Linked DNA regions of Rattus norvegicus: all the other regions are linked to region 1. Evidence: chromatin contacts called from public Hi-C data. All regions are on one chromosome and are shown on one strand. The core of a region is the stretch at or near the end of the contact, and the rest is flanking DNA. Distances in the headings are between cores, read along the strand shown.

What was found. Hi-C and Micro-C count contacts between places; a contact is called where the count stands out from the background.
Region 2: a contact with region 1 is called in a Hi-C map of Schwann cells, with 7 times the contacts expected there. The contact joins the promoter of Stambp here to the promoter of Bola3 in region 1. A contact is called at or near these places in 11 of 12 Hi-C or Micro-C datasets (the A7r5 cell line, the Rat2 cell line, Schwann cells and 6 more) and 1 of 1 datasets of contacts at active chromatin or transcription factors (oligodendrocytes).
Region 3: a contact with region 1 is called in a Hi-C map of frontal cortex, with 2.1 times the contacts expected there. The contact joins the promoter of Dguok here to the promoter of Bola3 in region 1. A contact is called at or near these places in 2 of 12 Hi-C or Micro-C datasets (frontal cortex and kidney) and 1 of 1 datasets of contacts at active chromatin or transcription factors (oligodendrocytes).

Annotation. Positions count from the first base shown.
Region 1 is chr4:117,409,450-117,412,783 of GRCr8, forward strand. Bola3 (bolA family member 3) reads left to right here and starts at 1,595. Exons shown (of 4, transcript NM_001106601.1): 1 at 1,595-1,668. The coding sequence starts at 1,615.
Region 2 is chr4:117,636,556-117,639,889 of GRCr8, forward strand. It overlaps Stambp (Stam binding protein), which reads right to left and starts at 1,665. Exons shown (of 11, transcript NM_138531.2): 1 at 1,625-1,665; 2 at 227-397.
Region 3 is chr4:117,570,784-117,574,117 of GRCr8, forward strand. Dguok (deoxyguanosine kinase) reads right to left here and starts at 1,631. Exons shown (of 7, transcript NM_001106602.1): 1 at 1,435-1,631. The coding sequence starts at 1,576. LOC120102320 (a long non-coding RNA gene) reads left to right here and starts at 1,570. Exons shown (of 2, transcript XR_005503661.1): 1 at 1,570-1,705; 2 at 2,774-3,334.

The DNA of each region.
Region 1 (3,334 bases), core at 345-2,844:
CTGCACTGAATTCAGTATTCATATCCAGTGGGGCTTCCATAGCTCAGAGAGTCACATAATCTGTTTCCCCTTCATTGCCAAAACATTTCTATTTGGTTGCAAAGCCGGCTGCTATCAGTGCCAGGCTTTCTACGAGCTTAGCAACATAGTGGTAAACCATAATTTCTTTAGTTCCTGCCAAGTCCAGGAACTATGTCTCAATGGTCTGGTTCAGATCCTGTGACCAATCTTAAACCAGTCACCATCTAGTTATAGTTCCTGCTCATTAGCAAGGAGGGGCCACTCTACAGTGTTGATTGTATTCTTGGCATAAATGAAACTTAAAAGTTAATAAATTATCCCTAGTTACACTAACCGTAAAGTTTAAGGAATCAAGCAGAAAAATATGCCTATCAAGTAATCTGGAGGTGAGGGCTGGTACTCAGAAGTCACTCAACATTGGAATGAATGAACAAGTTTAGTTTTGAGACAGGGTTTCTCTATGTAGTCCTTACTGTCGTGGAACTCGCTCAATTGGCCAAGCAATCCTTGAACTAACAGATCACCTGCCTCTGCCTCCTGTGTGCTTGGATTAAAGGTGTGGGCCACCATGCTGGACCTATATAAATAAGCCTACTTTTAGTTGGTCACTTTAAAGAACAAATCTAGATCCAATCCACAAAAGAGGTACAGATTGCATAGGCACAAGTGCATACTCTGTCCTCATGGTGTGTGTTCCAAATCCTACCCTTTTCTGGAGATTTCTTTTTCTTTTCTTTTTTTTTTTTTTTTTATTGTTTTGAGACAGAGTCTCACTGTGTGGCCCTGGCTGACCTTAAACTAAGTCGATTGGCTGGGCTTGAACTCAGATCTACCTGCCTTTGTCTCTCCAGTGGTGGGATTAAAAGTATGATTAAAAATAGTTTTAGTCGGGGGTTGGGGATTTAGCTCAGTGGTAGAGCACTTGCCTAGCAAGCGCAAGGCCCTGGGTTCGGTCCCCAGCTCCGAAAAAAAGAAAAAAGAAAAAAAAATAGTTTTAGTCTTGAGAGGGGTCTCAGCCCAAGCTGTCCTCACCTTAGCCCTGGCTGGTTTTGAACACAAAACAGTCCTGAGATTACAGGTGCTATTCTATGCCTGTTCTGACCTCTGTCCCTGAAACTCAGGGAAATCCAAAACAAATTTTCATCTAACACCCCGCCACACCCTATCCCACTTGGCCATTGTAGCAGTCTGCCCTCCAGTTTCAGCCCCCTCATCAAGTCTCCACTCTTTCTAGAACACAAACCGTAGAAGACCCGGGTTGCTCGAGACTTTCACAGAAACTTCTTCAGGAAAGAAGCCAACTTCCAAGAGCAGTGACTAGGATGCCGGGGTGAGGGGGGCCTATCCTGTGCACGCCAGGGTTCTGGCTACTGAGGAGTGTGACCTGGGGGCAGATAGGGGACCCTGAAGTGAAAACTGGCCGTGGCAGGACGGAGGGCTCCCGTGCTTGCAGGTACGGCCGGTTCCGGGTGGCAACCGTGGAGCGGACGCGGCCTCCGGGCGGCAGGGGGCGGGCTCGTCCAGGGCGGCGAATCTGGACACAGTGCCTGCGTCTTTCCGGCTGCACCGTGACCTCGGGCTGCGTCGCCGGGCATGGCGGCATGGGGCCCCGTGGCCGCTATGCCTTTGCTCCGCGGGAGCCGCGGGGTGAGCCGGCGGGGCTCGGGCGGAGCTGCGGGGGAGCTCGGGCGGCTGTTGTCAGGCTGGGGACGCGGGGCAGGGCCGAGGCCCTTCCTTGTTCTCATTCATTCTCTCCTGCCCTCTGCATCGTACCGGGCGTGCTGGGGGGTACCGGACTCAGGATCGGGAGACAGTTCCATAAACAGTAACAGTATAGAGGCCCTGGGAGAGGCCGCCTTACGTATAGGAAAACATTGGTGTTATCACCCCGAGTCAAGGGTTTGGTGCTGGGCAGAGCCTGTACCCTGCAGTTTCATGCTGACCAGGCCTCTGACCTTCACTCTCCATAGCCTGCAGACTGGAGTAGGAGCCCAGCACTGGGCGAGCTCTCCTAATTCTTCCAATCCCTGCTGTTTTTTGAGACAGGTTCTTGAATTATAGGCCTGGCTGGCCTAGAACTTGTGACATTCCTCCTAACTCCTGGAATAAAATCGTAAGCCACTCTTTCTCCTCTTTAGCTCTACCTCATCCATCTTTCCGTACTTGCCTGCTGGTCTTGAATGTGCCTCTCCAGCTGAGGAGTTTTGTTGCAGGACATCCAGGGCAGGTCATGTGTGGTACCAGGATAGGTGTGCTAAAATGACATCCTCCTTTGAGGAATCTGCAACCCTGAGTGATTTTACCTTGCCATCCTGTTCTTCCGCCAATGCTTCTGTCTCAGGCTCAGTTCTACCCTCAAACCTTCCAGCTGTGCTCAGCCTCACAGCCTCATGGTTCCGTTCCTCCGTGTAGCACACAGACCACCTAACTCCAGACCTCTCCTCTGGTCTGCATTTCAGCCACCTCTTAGGCATCTTGGCCTACCTATATCTGCTCACTCACTGCTTCAGAGGACCTGCCTTAGGGTCAGCTCTGGGATGCTGCTGTAGAGGGACAGACTCCATTTTGTCCTTTAAGATTGGCTAATGAGGGGTTGGGGATTTAGCTCAGTGGTAAAGCGCTTGCCTAGCAAGCACAAGGCCCTGGGTTCGGTCCCCAGCTCCGAAAAAAAGAAAAAAAAAAAAAAAGGAAAAAAAGATTGGCTAATGAGAGAGCTGGGGAAATGACACGGTTGGTAAAGTGCTTACGGGGATGATCTGAGTCACCCCCCAGGACCCATGTGAGATGGTGGACAAGGGTGTCTTGGTGGAGGATCTCAATTTGGTTTCCAGCATCTATGTCAATCAACTCACAAACTGCCCGTAACCCCCGCCCCCGGGATCTGATCACCTCCCTCATCCAACCTCTGAAGACCTTGCATCCATGTGTGCACTCTTTTATACACACACACACACACACACACACACACACACACACACACACACACACACAAAACTAAAAATAAAAAGAACAGAAGCCAGGTGTGAGGGGACGTACTTGAAATCCCAGTGCTGGGAGGGCAAGACAGGCGGATATCTGGGGCTTGCCTGCCAGCCTGCCACCTTGCCAACTTGATGAACCAGTGAGAGCCCCTGTCTCAAAAAAGCCAGGGTGATATCTCTGAGAAGGACAGCTGCGCTTGTTCTCTGACCCCAAGGAATGTGTACACACAGGCAGCTTCACACACACAAACGTACCACAGAGACCCAGGGTACGTCCCTGAAAGTCTAGAGTAGTGGCCTGCTCTGGGCCTTCAGGTGAGTCTGAGGAGTGA
Region 2 (3,334 bases), core at 415-2,914, 230 kb after region 1:
CCGAAAAAAAGAACCAAAAAAAAAAAAAACCAAAAAACAACAAAAAAAAAAAAAAATCAAAAACAAACCCTCGTCCTGCAATTCGACCCTGCAAGGAATGCAGCTGTTAACAGCACTGTGGATGGCCCTGTGGCTCCCTCAGTTTCAGTAGGAAGCCCACCGTAGGGCTAAGAAATATCTTCTACTCATTTCTCTGTGCAGATACCCACTTCCATTTACCCAGTACCTGGCAGAGTGTGTTCACTGCACCCTCATGAAGACTGCCTGGTGAGGGGCTGGAGAGATGGCTCAGAGGTTAAGAGCACAGTCTGCTCTTCCAGAGGTCCTGAGTTCAATTCCCAGCAACCACATGGTGGCTCACAACCATCTATAATCAGGTCTGGTGCCCTCTTCTGACCTGCCAGGCAGAAAGCTGTATGATGTATACATAATAAATAAATAAATAAATGTTAAAAAAAAAAAGACTGCCTGGTGAATTCACACTGACCATTTCATCTCATAGAGAATAAATGGTGGTATTTACCAGGATATACTTCCTCAGATTTGAACATGAGGTTAATGGGAGGGGGTCCTTTCTAGGGCGAATATTACCAACTCTGCTCACTAAACCACCCTTCACTTCAGTCCATCACAGTCACCGTTTTCGGGGCTAGGTAGTTAGTACCTGGAAGCATCAAAGTATACTTGTCTCCACAAGCCAAGCAGGGCTTGCACGGCTGAGTGACAGTACCTCAGTTGGGGTGGGACTCTCTAGGAGTTCCTACTCATTGATGCCCAAACTCCAGGAATTTACAGTCTTCCTAGATGTTGCTTCTGGGCTCTGTGACACCATCATTGCACATAATCCGGGGTGAAATGGGGTTGTCCATGTGCACTGGATAACGGCACACCCTAGCCAGCCTGTTCTAGAATACACTCGTCTTAGGTTTCAGAGGTCTTGTTTTTTCCATCTTATTCCTTATTCCTCAGTCAGGATTCCCATCTGTCCCCCACCCCCTAACCCCCGGAACCGCAGATTACAGTGGTTCGTTTAGCTGTTGTTTTTCTGAGTTCTACTCACCTGTCCTCAGAGATTTTTTTCTCTAGGCCAATTCTGCTTAGCTTGCTTTAACTTTGGGGTGGCATTTTGTCCATGAAGTTTCCCCACTAAACTCCCTTTTCTAGTAAAAGTTGGGGGCTGCTAGGGGTGTGGGAGCATTGTGAGTATAAACCTGCCCGTGTCCCTAACCGCCGAACTGGGCACAGCCCAGAGTAGCTCATTGGAATGGGATGCCAGGCACCTCGAGAGAGAGGCACTTGTGGGTAAAGAAGGGACTATCCCCCAGAAGCCATCGAGTGGTTCGGGACAACATAGGGTTCAGCAACCCTGCCGAGCTTGTGCATCGGATCCAGCAGTAACTGCTGGCAGCGCCCATCTAGAAGGCACTCAGTTTTCTCGAAAATGCAAGGAGTGTTGAGAACAGGCCTGGCTGGTCAGGAGCCAGCCCTGAAGACAGGGCCATCCCGGAGCTCGCGCGCGGCCGGCCGGGGCCAGGGACATGGACCCCACACACACGGCCTCTCCCCGCGGGGTCCCACCGCGCCAGGATCCCCAGTCCCGCAGCATTCCCGGGACCCTTCCCACCTTTCCTGAAGGATGACAGTCGGAGCTTCCGGAAACGTCACCTCCGATGACACGCCCACTCTCGCCACTCCTTCAATTACGCTCCAAGGATTTAGGACTTGGTGTGGAGAAACGGTGGGTGGGGCTGGAATCTTCCACCAATGAGAGCGAGCGCTGCAGCAGTCGTTTAGGTAAAGAAAAACGAACCAGGAAGAAAAGGAAACCAAGTGAAAGAGGGAACTGCAGCACAAGCAGCACAAACCAGTATGTTTTTCCCCCCATTTATTTTTTTATTCACTTTACATCCTTATCGTTGAACTCCCCCACTCTTGCCAGTCCTCCCCCTCACCCGCATAATCCCTCCCACCCCTGGCTATACCGCCCTCCCTCCGTCCCCCGTGGCACGTCCAGTCTCTGCAGGGCTAGGCTCATCCTCTCCCACTGAGGCCAGAGAAGGCAGCCCAGTTGTGGGAACGGAATCCACAGACAGAGAACAGCTTTAGGGACAGCCCCCACTCCAGTCGTTGGGGGACCCACATGAAGAACGAGCTGCACATCTGCTACGTATGTGCGGCGGCCTAAGTCCAGCCCACTTATGCATTTTGGCTCTCAGAGAGCCTCCAAGGGTCGGGTTCCGAAGCTTGAGTTTTCTGTCAATGGCTCTGCCATCAGAATAATAGCAATTTAATATTTCAAGGGGGATAGCTATCTGTCTTGTCATTCACAGCCGAGCTGACATCACTGTTTCAAACAAAACATCACTGACTACCTAACTAAGCAGACACCCTCTGCCAGTCAGTCTTGTTTTTGCTTTTTAATCATACATTTTTTTCGTGTGTGTGTGTGTGTGTGTGTGTGTGCGTGCGCGCGCGCTCGCGTGCGTATGCGTGTGTGTGTGTGTGTGTGTGTGTGTGTGTGTGTGTGTGTTGATGCGGTCGGTGAGGCTGTGTGGAAGTGGGAGTGGGGAGCATGCCACAGAATGGTGATTGTCAGAGGACAACTTGTGGGACGGCTTCTGGGGACAGAACTCAGGTTATCAGCCCTGACAGTAAGTGCCTCTACCCTCTGACCCTTCTCACTAGCCCATGTTGGCTCTGCTTTAGCTCTCTTCATAGTCCTCAGTCCTGTAGGATTCTCCTAAAATACGGTTTCTCAGGAGAAGGGAGATTTTCTGACTTACTTAGCTCCGTCTCCATGACTTGTGGTCCCAAACTCAATACACATTCTTGGATGTGCACTGAGGGAAAGGTCGTCTGTCTCACTCACGGTCCCCAGGATGGCAGGGGTGGACTAATCAACTGTGAAAAGTGGAGATGACAGGCTGATCATTTTGTTCTTGGGGCCAGATCTTCTCTACGAGGCAATCAGAGCCAGGAGCAGAAGGCATTGAGATGGGGTGCACTCATGAAGATGGGGTGCACTCATGACTTTAGTAGGTGTCTATCATACTAAGTCTGCAGGAGTGCTTGAGGAACGTTGAGGAAGGAAACCTCAGTTCCTGCTCTGAAAGGCTACAGTTGTGAGATACAGAAGGAAACCCACCAGGCCGGGCTGTTCCCTGCACCACAGCACTGCACAAGCCTGTCTTAGACCCTGCTGAGGAGGTGAGCCAGTTTGAGGAGGAGCATGTTTGTGCAGTGCGTTCTAAAGAGAACTAGCTGGTCACAGCATTGACCTCTTTGCTGTGAGCTCACTGCGACTGAAAGAGACGAAAAGGTAGAAAGACAGCAC
Region 3 (3,334 bases), core at 381-2,880, 160 kb after region 1:
TGGTCCACTCACTCCCTCACTTTATTCAGGTTATTGATCAAGCATCCCTTCACCTTCGAGGAATTTGCTGATTACCCTATTTAGAAGATAGACAACCATCCTCAACCTCTCCTCCTACTCAGTATCTAATACACTATTATTTACCCTGCTTAATTTCTGTAGTCTTTTTTTGTTTTTTTTTGTTTTTTTTTTTTTGGTTCTTTTTTTCGGAGCTGGGGACCGAACCCAGGGCCTTGCGCTTCCTAGGTAAGCGCTCTACCACTGAGAGCTAAATCCTCAGCCCCAATTTCTGTAGTTTTATGATGTATCATTCCCTATTAAAAGTCCACAAGTGGAGAATTTTTATTTGATCTGCTCATGGCTGTATCCTCAGAGCCAAGAGCAGTGCCAGCAGAGGGAAGAAACTCAAGGGGTGATTGTTGAATGAATACAATGAGAAACTATTTGCTGCTAGAATGTCTTGAGCACCCCATATCTGCTGATCCCATTATGAATCAGTGTCTGCCCACAGCTAAGTACCCTCAGAACTCAGCAACATTGAGTTGAACCATTTTGCTTCCATGCTGCTTTCCTGTTTTCTGTGTAAGATACTGGGTTACTTATAACAAAATATATAATAAATATTTATTTCCTAACGAGGCAGGCAACTTTCTGTGAGTTTGAGCCCAGCTTGGTCTCAACAGCAAGGTCCAAGCCAGCTAGGGCTACATAGTGACTGTTTTCAAAACAAAAGAACACCACCATAATAATTTATAGTGCAATAAACATGGGGGTACAGCAAAATAGTGAAAATGGAATCTGTTAAGAATTGATCTAAGCCGAGTGGTGATGGCATCCCCCCTTAATCCCAGCACAAGGGAGGCAGAGGGAAGTAGACCTCTTGTGCGTTCCAGGCCAGCCTGGTCCACAGAGTGACTTTCAGGACAGCCAAGGCTACACAGAAAAACGTTGTCTCAGGGAAAAAAAATTGAGTCTACATAAACAATAGCTCATTTTTAAGTGTATGCCCCAAATACTACATGTGACACACCAAAATTATCTTAAATTCTATGTAAACTGGACATTTATTTTTACTTTTGCTAAATCTGCTGATGCTATTTTAGGAAAACAAACGGCACACTGTCTATTTCTAGCGAATGAAACATGCCAGTAAACCAGTATAATTCTGGGGCTATCTAAAGCCTGCGTCAGGCTTTTACGTCCCCGTGGGTGAGGAGGTGGGCGGGCACTGAGGCCCAATGTCTCCCAAATCAAAACCCATGGTGCACTGTGGGAGAAAGGCCTAACAAGCAGAACCAGCAGATCTGGCGGTGGCCGAGAAGGGGGGTCAGGTGGGCAGGGCTAGGGCAGGATCTGAGGCCAGCTTCTTTTCCCAGCCTCTCAGTCACCTACTCGGCGGAGGCCACGGCTTGACAGCCACTTTCTGGCCCTTACCGATGTTGCCTTCAATGCAGAGCCTTCGGGGGCCGCCCCCGTCGTGCATGCCCCTGGCGCGTGGTGCGTCCACGAGCGCGTTCCGAGGCTGGGAACGGAAAGACGCTCGGAGTCTACGCAGAAGGAACCGACCTGCAGCCATCCTACCCAAGCTTAGCAAGGCGGGCACTTCCGCCGAGGGCACTTCCGCCTGCGGTAAAGCGACTCCTGCGCATCTCTGACGTCAGAGGACCGTCAGACAGGAAATGGCTGGTTTTAGCTCGCTAAGCGGGTGAGGCCTCAGGGACTGCTCTGTTCTCGCGATGTTTGCGGGGGTGATATGGGGTTTCTCGGTGTTGAGGTGTAGGAGGGTGTGCTGAGGTAGAGTTCAGGCGTTCATAGCCCTTTCGTTGTTTTAATTAATATGTGTGATACATATATATGTATAGCCCTTTTGTCATATATATATATAATTGTATGTATGTATGTTATATATATTTGTAGTTCAGAGGACAATTTGCAGGACTGGTTCCCTGTTTTCACTATGTGGGTCCCTGGGATCAAACTCAGGTTGTCAGGCAAGTACTTTTAGAAACTATGGCTTTGAGCATGCTAACCTTTGCATTTCTAGAGACAAGTGAAAATAAATGGAGGGTTGGAGATATAGCTCAATTGTAAAATGATTGTCTAGCATGCACAGGCCCTGCGTTGGATCTCCACACCATATAAATTGTAATTAAAAATCTTAAACTGCTGGGTGATGGTGGCACATGCTTTTGATCTTAGCACTTGGGAAGTAGAGGCAGGCAGATCTCTGTGATATTGAGGCCAGTCTGGTGTACAGAGTGAGTTCCAAGACAGCCAGGGATACACAGAGAAATCCTGTCTTGAAAAACAGAACAACAACAAAAATTTTGTTATACTTATTTTGATATTTTGAGACAAGGACTCATGTAGTGCTATTTTGTCCTCCTGCCTCCCCCACCCAAGTGGTAAGACTACGTGTGTGCCCCACCATGCCCACTCTGTATTGTTTTATTTACAGGTTGATGGTGCACATGCACCATCAGGAAGACTTATAAGAGTCTGGTCAAACTCAGGCTGTCAGTCTTGGCAGCTAGTGTTTTTCCTGCTGAGCCGTCTCACTGGCCCTAAGATAAATGGCTTCTTCCTCCATACTTTGAGACTTTATTGCCTACAGAAGAAACTAGACAATTTTAAGCAGGAAGGGAACACAATCCAATAATGTACATAAGTAATGTTTCTCATTCTGTGTAACTGCCAGCACAATGTTGGACCATTATTTTATATGTGAAGGAATCAGTTTATTAAACCCCATATTATTTTGACTTTTAAATAGGTAAGTGTTCTCTTGGAAGACTCTTATCAGGAAAATGAGTCGGATTAAGCATGGAGTTGGCTCCATGGAAATGAATCCTGGAGAGACGTGCCAAGGACACAGAATGAGATATGCAGTGAGTGAGGAGAGACTTTCTGGAACATTAAACCTACAGTCCTGGAGAAATGGTCATCAGTCAAGAGCACTGACTGCTCTTCCAGAGGTCCTGAGTTCAAATCCCAGCAACGACATTGTGGCTCATGACCGTCTTGTAATGGGATTCGATGCCCTCTTCTGGTATGCGTGAAGCCAGGGAAAGTGTAATCACATACACTAAATAAACAAATAAATCTTTAAAAAAAAAACCAAGAAAACCCAGACCAACAATCCAGCAGTTGTTGGAAAGCTGTGACCCGTGGAGCCTAACACAGACAACGCTGTGGGTTGGATCTCCAGCAGAAAAGCCAATATGATGGCACAAGCCTGTAATTCTAGAGCTTGAGAGGTAGAGGCAGGAGGATCAGAAGTTCGAAGTTATCCTTGGCTACATGGTGCATTTGAGGACATCTTGGGATACACAAG